Linked DNA regions of Mus musculus: region 2 is linked to region 1. Evidence: chromatin contacts called from public HiChIP or PLAC-seq data. All regions are on one chromosome and are shown on one strand. Each heading gives the region's core, a stretch centred on a gene start, on an enhancer-like site or on the middle of the called end of the contact. The rest is flanking DNA. Distances are from core to core; before and after follow the strand shown.

What was found. HiChIP or PLAC-seq counts read pairs in DNA pulled down with a chosen protein or histone mark.
Region 2: a contact with region 1 is called in an H3K4me3 HiChIP or PLAC-seq map of the SCID.adh cell line, with 39 read pairs. The contact joins the promoter of Ccn4 here to the enhancer-like site in region 1. A contact is called at or near these places in 9 of 39 promoter capture datasets (the 3T3-L1 cell line, the C10 cell line, the HPC-7 cell line and 5 more), 3 of 15 datasets of contacts at CTCF or cohesin (CD8 T cells, the NIH/3T3 cell line and pro-B cells), 38 of 484 Hi-C or Micro-C datasets (the 63-12 cell line, the AML12 cell line, B cells and 25 more), 14 of 115 datasets of contacts at active chromatin or transcription factors (CD8 T cells, DN3 thymocytes, the SCID.adh cell line and 10 more) and 4 of 9 other capture datasets (adipose tissue, liver, macrophages and 1 more).

Annotation. Positions count from the first base shown.
Region 1 is chr15:66,795,184-66,799,245 of GRCm38.p6, forward strand. All of the region lies in intron 41 of Tg (thyroglobulin), which reads left to right. The region is part of intron 3 of Sla (src-like adaptor); the gene reads right to left. Among named protein-coding and RNA genes, the nearest start is that of Sla, 35 kb to the right of the region's middle. Within about 2 kb of position 1,793, at least 65 of the 459 cell types and tissues checked have an H3K27ac peak or open chromatin away from gene starts, as enhancers often do. A contact at or near this core is called in the 63-12 cell line, the C2C12 cell line, CD8 T cells and 10 more, where this site is marked.
Region 2 is chr15:66,889,039-66,893,100 of GRCm38.p6, forward strand. Ccn4 (cellular communication network factor 4) reads left to right here and starts at 2,331. Exons shown (of 5, transcript NM_018865.3): 1 at 2,331-2,596. The coding sequence starts at 2,528. Gm46514 (a long non-coding RNA gene) reads right to left here and starts at 2,293. Exons shown (of 3, transcript XR_001781648.2): 1 at 2,222-2,293.

The sequences.
Region 1 (4,062 bases), core at 543-3,042:
TCCAGTTGGCTAAAGAGATGCAATGATAAGATGCAAATCTCCTTCCTAATGCCTAGCAACATTTGCTCCCATTCTTAGTGATTTTCCATAACCCATATGTGTTGATGCAGATTAGTATTAGGGTACGTTTGAGGGAAACAGCACACTTACAAAGCAGCAAAGATAGTTACTACTGTACCGGTTGGCTGGGCATCAGAACCCTTTCTTCTGGATTACATCTTATACTTACTCATTTAGTGACTCCTCATTGGGGCCCAACCCTGAGCCCAGCAGCAATGAGTAAGCCTACCTCTTCCTCCTTTACCGAAGGCTACATTCTAGGTCCTATGATCATAAGAGCCATTGCGTATGCCTTGGCTTCAGAAAGTTCAGTAGAACCCTGGTACTTAGCTGTGCAGGCTGGCTCCCTAGCAAGCCACTTTCTGTGGTGTAGTGACCTGTACTGATAACTCCAGCTCTGACTTCTCACAGTCTAAAAGTCCTACAGGCCAACTTTTAAATCTTTTGTGCAGTCTGAGCTGAGAGAGATCAGGAGTCAGCTAAGTGCTGATTGGTGAATGAAGCAGAAATCAGTTATCACCATGGAATAGCACACGCAAATGTGTTGTTCATTTTGGGAAACTGAGTCATGAGCAATAAACGATGTAAATGTTTACAAGAGGAAACCAAAAGTAAGTGTTCTAATGAGTCATTGGAAAGGAATACAGGTTCCCAAGAAACAGCTGGGTCAGAACAGAGAGGTTAGCTCTGTAAGACTGCTGGCCTGAGCCAGTGACTGAATGATTCTAACACTGCCCTAACAAAACTTTTCAAAAAGAGGCTCTTCTCTTTGTGGCCCAGATACAACCCCACAAATGAGAAGCAGCACTCAAGTTGGATTAGGTTTGAAGAAAGAAGTTCTGAGTTCTGATAAGGGTAGAGCCAGCCTCTGGGGCAGGAACCTTAAGCAATCTTGGAGGTTACCATAAGTAAAAGTACCAATGCAGAGTGAGGTACAGGTCAACAGGGAAGGCCAGGCCATCAAGGAGCCCAAGATAAATCTTCCCTGAAAGTCTACCCAGCTGCTGGGGCTGCCATTCAAGAGTCTGGGTGCCTGAGGGTATGCCGCCTTTCATGCCCACCCAAACTAAGAACTTCCTATTCTGTAACCATGATGGGCAGGGGATGCTCCTGATACAGAAACACATGGTTCCTGGCCTGATGTACCTACCCAACTAGGAAACAGCCGCTTACTCCCTCAGCTCCCTCAGCTGAGAGCGACAGGTCTTTCCCAGACCTAGGAGCCTCAGCATGAGCTGTCCCTCTGCCTAGTCACACTGGATCTCTCCTCACCTCTGCTACCCTCAGCAACTCCAGCCTCTGGAAGAGACTCTGTGCTTTGCTAGCCTTTACTTGAAGTTTTCCTTTGAAGCAGTGTCTGAAAGTTGCCCTGGCACATCCATATGACTGTCAGAGGATGCCCTTACCTGGCTGTGAGCCCCTAGAAAACTGAGCACGGGGGGTATTCAGTGTCAGGCAGCCCTGGGCACAGCCTGGAGCTTGCCAGACACTCTAGGCATATGTGTGGGAAACAAAATGGAGCTGACTCTATGTTAGGGTTCTCTGTGCTGTCCCCAGAGAATTCCAGGCAGAGAAAAACTGATTGGTGTATCCCCATATGAAAAACTGTTAAAATGACTCCTAAAATACAATATCTATGACAAGAATAGACCCTTTAATTAGAGCCTGTGCTCACCATGGTGTTCGTGGCTTGATGTGGTCACATTGTACACTCCAGATTAAAACTGTGAAACATTACAAAGCCACCGTTTATAGTGTAAGAACAAAAGGAAACAGAAATAAAGAAAACACAAAAGTCCATTGTGCATGCAGGCATTCCAGGGGAAAAAAACAGAGGGATTCTGGGGGCTACAGATTCACAGTTGCAGAGGCAGATTCTCATGGAGCTTTTTTAACAGCCATGTTTTCACAGTTATGACAGTGAACTCTCGCCGGGACAGCCTTGTACTTGGTTTTCTGCCAAAGGGTTTCAGGAACATTAAATGTGTTCCTTCTCCTTATCACCAAAGGACAAACCAATAGAAGACACAGAGCCTGGCTTAAACCTCCAGGGAACATCAGTGTGGCCATAGTGAGCAAATTTGGCTTTAGGGCCCCACTGTCTTCCCTGAACTCTGATCTCTACAGGGAAATAAATATCTGAGGTGGGATTACAGGTTTTCTTCTCAGAGACATCTTCAAGCCTTCTCAGAGCCATGGGTTTATAAAAAATTGCATGTGTGGTTTTTTTATTTATTTAAAAAGAGACTAAACTTTTTGACAAACTGTATGGCAGACATTTTGACAAACGTTTAAGCTACCTGTTTAGGCAGACTTATACATGTAGCATGTAATGTGGAAGCAAAATGAGAGGATGGTACAAACCCATTAGGACTTTACCTTGTATACAAAGTAGAATTTCATTCCTTTTTCAGAAATCTAAACATTTAGATACTGCCATATAATGAACGAGGCAGGAAAGAGGCTAAGGAAGGAGGGCCATGGTCAGTAATGAGAGTCACAGAGTACATCTGTGCTGGCCATGAGGAACTCAGAGCATTTGAAATCAGCTGGGCTGACCCACACACCACCACTTTAGAGATCTGTGATTTGAAGCAAGGCTTCTTTTAACTAACTAGAGCTTGGCTCATTCACATATTAAAACAGAATATATCAAAATCTGCCTTGTGGTGGATTATGTGGACTTCATGACTCAAAGGAACATTCCCACAGAGGATAAGCACACTCTTTCCCAATCAAGACCAGCTCCAGCTGGACCATCTCAGTGTTACTGACACAAAGGAGAGGCAATGTGAGGCTTTCTTACTACCTTTGGCCCATCTAAATACAAACTCCACTTGGTAAGAGGAGAAAAGGAAAATCCAAATATTTGCTGATACCTGGGGAATGAGTAGGGATGGAGAAGTGAATATACAAATGTATCATGTAAGGACAGGAACCCAGACAGAGGTTACTGGCCACATGTTACCTAGCTCGAAGAGCAGGCCTTTGTGGCCTGTTTTTTCTTTAGCATGCCACAGCCACTTCATTTCTAAAGTTAGCACCTGCTCAGTAGCCCCATTGGTGTCTGTAGTAGAAACTGTACCCATCCCTTCTTTCTCATATTCTCCCCAGCCCTGTGGGTCACCCATTCTTACTTGGGGGATAGAATGAGCAAAGCTGGAGAGTTGATGGCATGTCCACAGAACAGCATGAGACTACAGGCCTATGGTCACTTCATTTAGCTCTTTTTGCACCTTGGGTCTAGGCTCTCCTCAATCAACAATCCATCCCCCACAGATAAAGACCAGATAGATCCAAGTGAGCATTCAGAGCTCATGCAGGCAACACCTGTGGCTAGTGGGTGCAGGGCTAAATGGCTGCATTATTTCAACTTCTGCTTTCATCCTGTTTTGACTCATATCCAAACACATTGCCTCTGAAAGGTCACCTTTAGGCCTGACTTTCAGTAAGTTTATCAGTAAGCAAAGCAGCACATATGAACATAGCCAACCAGATGGAGCTGCAGGCTGGCTTGGAGGAAGGCCTACGAAGTTCTGCTGATGCATGGAAGCCAGGTCTGTGGGTCCTACCATCTACAGGTATGGATTTGATAGGTTACCTACTTGTATTTTATATTCTTTAAGGGTAAAATGACTCAGAAGTCAAATATCCTTCCACTTAAAGCCACCCCATGCTCCAGGAATGGGTTAGTGATATAGAAATGAGGACCTAAGCTAAGATCTGACTGGTACTTCATTTATAAGTTCTTGCAATGGCCCAAGAGTTTTTGTGTCATTGAATCTGTTAACTGGGCATAATTCCTTACTCCTGGCATATCCTCTCTCTGAGCACAGTCTACCCTGGGATTATGATGGAGTTCTTTTGTTTTTGTTTTTGTTTTTTAAAGACAGGGGAGGACTCTGACCACTACACTCAGTTAATCTGCTTGTTTCTCCTCTCACATCCCTGATGAGCTGGAGGACATTAGGCATGGCCTATGACATGCCCTCAGTTTCCTCG
Region 2 (4,062 bases), core at 1,081-3,580, 94 kb after region 1:
AGAATGAGTCCTCAGTCCCACATCCTGAGTGACTCCTAAAAGCTAAGAGTCTATCTGGGTCTGCTTTGGGGAATTGAAGGTATTCCCGCGCCTCTCACTAAAGGAGCCAGATGGAGTTAAGACTTGAAAGTCACACATGACAGATATGAGGCAGCTGTCAGGAGCCATATTTTAGGAAGAAGTGGCTGAAGTAGAGATCAAAGAAGGCTATGGCACCTGCCCTCAACATGGGTCAAAGCCCCACTTATACCATGAGAATTTATACTCAGAATTTATGCTGTTTACTCTAAGATGCTTGTTAGACTTCTGTTCTCTGAGCCTCAATTTCCCCAAAGATAGATCGTTTAAGTGTTTGTTTGTTTTTAAAGAACAACTGTTGAGAAGTTGCCAGAGACATGTGCCTGCCAGTCACCCCAGCTGAAGGGTACGTGTCTATGCCTGCTTTCTGCCAAGTGGCCGTAAATGATTCACTGGTCCCAGTATTTGGGGAAACTTCTTTAATGTTACCTGCTAGCATGCTGGCTTTGCCATGTTCCAGCTACAGAACCAATTGAAGAGTTAATGAGCAGAAAAAAACGACAAGCTGTTGAGGTGGTTAGTCTCCTGGTTCCACATCCCTGCCTGGTTTTGCATTTTGCATATATAATTCCCTTAGGTACTCAAACATCAGTTAATATGGATTGGCTCCAAAGAACAAAATATCCAAATAGCTATGACTAAGGCCATGAGTTGCTGATTCATTTCATATTTGGTTCAATAAGAAGATAAACTCCCAGGAACCCAGATCTTTTCATCAGTCTCAGGGGCTTGTTCTTATACCAAAATGGCTGCTTCAGTTCCAGCCATCACATGAATCTCTCTCTCTCTCTCTCTCTCTCTCTCTCTCTCTCTCTCTCTCTACCTCTCTCTCTCTCTCTCTCCCTCCCTCCCCCTCCCCCTCTCCCTCTCCCTCTTCCTCTCCCCCTCGCCCCTCTCTCTCTCAAGAAATGAGGTCCCCAAACAGCCTCAATTCATGTGGATCCCCTAGATCTCTCAGTTACTGGACCACCAACCAGGCAGCATGCACCAGCTGATATGAAGCCCCCAACAAATATAAAGCAGAGGACTGCTGGGTCTGGATTTAATCAGAGAAGATGCAACTAACCCCTCAAGAGACTGGAGGCCCCAGGGAATTTAGAGGTCTGGTGGAGTGGGGGTAGGGGGTGGAGACATCCTCATGGAGATGGGGGGGGGCAGGAAGGAGGTATGGGATGTGTGGTAGTCAGAGGGTGGACCGAGAGGGGAATAAAATGATTTCAGTGGGTACAGCCACTGCAGCTCCAAACAGACAGCATCCCCCAAACAAGCAGCAACACTGAGCTACCAGGAAACACGAGAGGGGAGTGGTTTGTGCACAGAAGGAAAACTTCATACTTGGTAGGGGACAGGCAGCAGTGAGCAGGTGCCATGGAGTCTGGACGAAGAGAAGAACATAGGACAGGCACTGGCTGGCAGTACCTAGGAGATGACCTTCATTGTCCATAATGCCAGGCTGAGAACCACTCTGGTTTTTCTGAGATGCAGGAACAGGAGAGCAAGGGAACAGGGGAATCTGAGACAGGAGACTGAACAGCACCCTTGAGAAGATGCAGAGGCTATAGATCTGGGTCCTCAAAAGATTCCTCCCCATCCCCCAAACCCCCCAACTCCCACCCCCACACACCCCCACCCTGCCATCTCTTTGTTATGCAAACTTGAGATTTCTTTGACTAGGGTCTGGAAAGAACCAAGGCCAGGAGTTCTGTCCTTCCAAGAATAAAAAATATTCAAAGACACTGAAGACAGGCTAATGGACTGAGGATCCCTGGCAGAGCAGCCTGGCTGGGAGAGGAACTGAACCAGTGGGTATGGCCTTGAGGAGCAGGGCAGACCCTGCTGACAGATCGCACCTCCAGGCGTGTCAGTGATAAATTCTTGTCATTTCTGGCTGGAATAAGAACCTTTTTTGCTTGCCTCTGACTCAGAGGTGGGGAGACAGTGAAGAAAGGCTAGCACAGGGAAGAGCTAAGTGAGATGCAAGTCCTCCCACCCCACCCCCATCCCCAGAGCCCTCTCAAAGTCCTCACAATGCCTCTACCTTCCCTACCTCCAGCCCGCACCCTTCTGTTTCCTCCCTCCTGTCCGGAGAGCCTGAGCCCTCCTAGAGCGTGGAGGATGCTGGGTGAGAATTCATTCACCTTACCCTGTGGAGTCTGGGACTTTCCCTTTAAGAGCTGTCAGAGCGGGGAGGCTGGCCAAGCTGGGCTGGAGGTGGGGACAGAGGAAAGAAAAAGAGAGAGGGGGAGAGTAGCAGAAAAAGTTTTTTTAGAGGAAAATGCAGGGCTAGTCTGTTGGCCTGACGTCAGATGTCGCTTTGACAAACGCCCCCGGGGGCTGAGGAAGGCTCTCCGCTGCTCTGATGGGCCAGCCCAGTCCTGGCCCAGCTCCCTGGAGAGGCATCCGCATCCTCTGGGCTGAGCCGTAGCTCCTGTGACGCTGACTTCCAGGCATGAGGTGGCTCCTGCCCTGGACGCTGGCAGCCGTGGCAGTCCTGAGGGTGGGCAACATCCTGGCCACGGTGAGTCCTGCTTAGAAGGGATCAGTGAGGGGACCTGATCCCTTCCTGCCTGGTTCTGAGGCCCGAGGGACTGGGGGGTCAAGACAAGGTGGGTTGGAATAATGAACAGCGGGAGGAGAGAGATTCTTGAGTCTGAAGAAGGTGGTGGAGTGGGGCAGAAGGCGCATCCCTTGAGAGAGACACCCTGTTTCCTATATTCACAGACAATATACAACAAAATAAGGGCCTGGGGATCTGCACCCTGGACTGGCCCTGTGATCTTGGGTGGGTCACTCACGAATTCAAAGCAGCATAAAATGAGGGGTTGCTAAGAACATCCAGAGCCTACCAGTTTAAAAACTCCAGGACTCGGAGCATCTGAGGTCCCCCAAAGAGAGGTGCTAAGAAACCCCAGGACAAGATGTGAAGGAGCACGCCAGCTTTTAGCAAATCTCCACCAAGCAAGCAAGGTTTGGGTTTACCACCATGAGCACCTTGTGACCCTCCATGGTCTGTTCCTGTCCTGCCATTTCCAGAAGGCATCTGGGTCCTGGAGAGAGGGACATCAGTTTGCACCTTCCAGAGACAGGGAAGGAGACACGTGGCAAAGCAGGGAAGCCTGCTGGAGCAAAGCCGGGGGTGGCTGGGCAAGAGGGCAAGCTGCTAGGGGCAGTGAGTGATGTGGGCAGCTGAACAGAAGGGAGGCAGCTTCCAGCAGCAGGGTGAGCTGCTGGGCAGCTGCTGAGTCTGAGGTTGCCACATGAGGGCCAAAGACAAAGGCTGACACTGACACTGAGTTATACCAAGAACTTCTTTGGGGTGCTAACATGCGTATTCCAGGAGACTTGGAGTTACGGTACAGCAATCTGCCTGTGAGCACAGGAACTCAGTCCATTTCCACTGAAGCTCAGAACTAGACATGTCTGGGACTGGGTAACAGGCACCTTGAGGTGTTACGTGGAGACAATGAACATGTGCAATTTGTACCCAAGTCCTCTAGCCTGTGCACGATGCTTGTTCATGATAGCATCTAACCCTACGACAAGAAAGATTACCAGCTCTATTCACAAAGGATGACCAGAAGCAAATGAATGGCCCAGGGTCGGAATGAGCAAGTGGCCTGGGTCACACTGGCATCTCTTGTGGCACACTTTCAGCACTCAGCCGTCCCAACGTTCCCTAAGCCTAGAGTCCAGGAAGTTAAGCAAGCAGGCCTGCCTCTGCCTTGGGACTGGTTGTGACTGGGTACAAGCCTACAGGTGGCTGGGCCTGGGAGGGCAGGGTGTGGATGGAGAATTGGTGACAGGGGAGCCAGCATCAGAGTGAGGGCACAAGAGGGGAAATTCAAGGCGAGTCTTGCACTGGAGCCAGAGTCTTGCACTTGAGCCTGCTGCTGGAACAGCCAGGACTGAGGGATGGTGGGGAACAGAGTCAGGGCTTTTTAGGGGGTCTCAGTAAAGAGACCTGGAGTCCAGAGGGACCTAGCA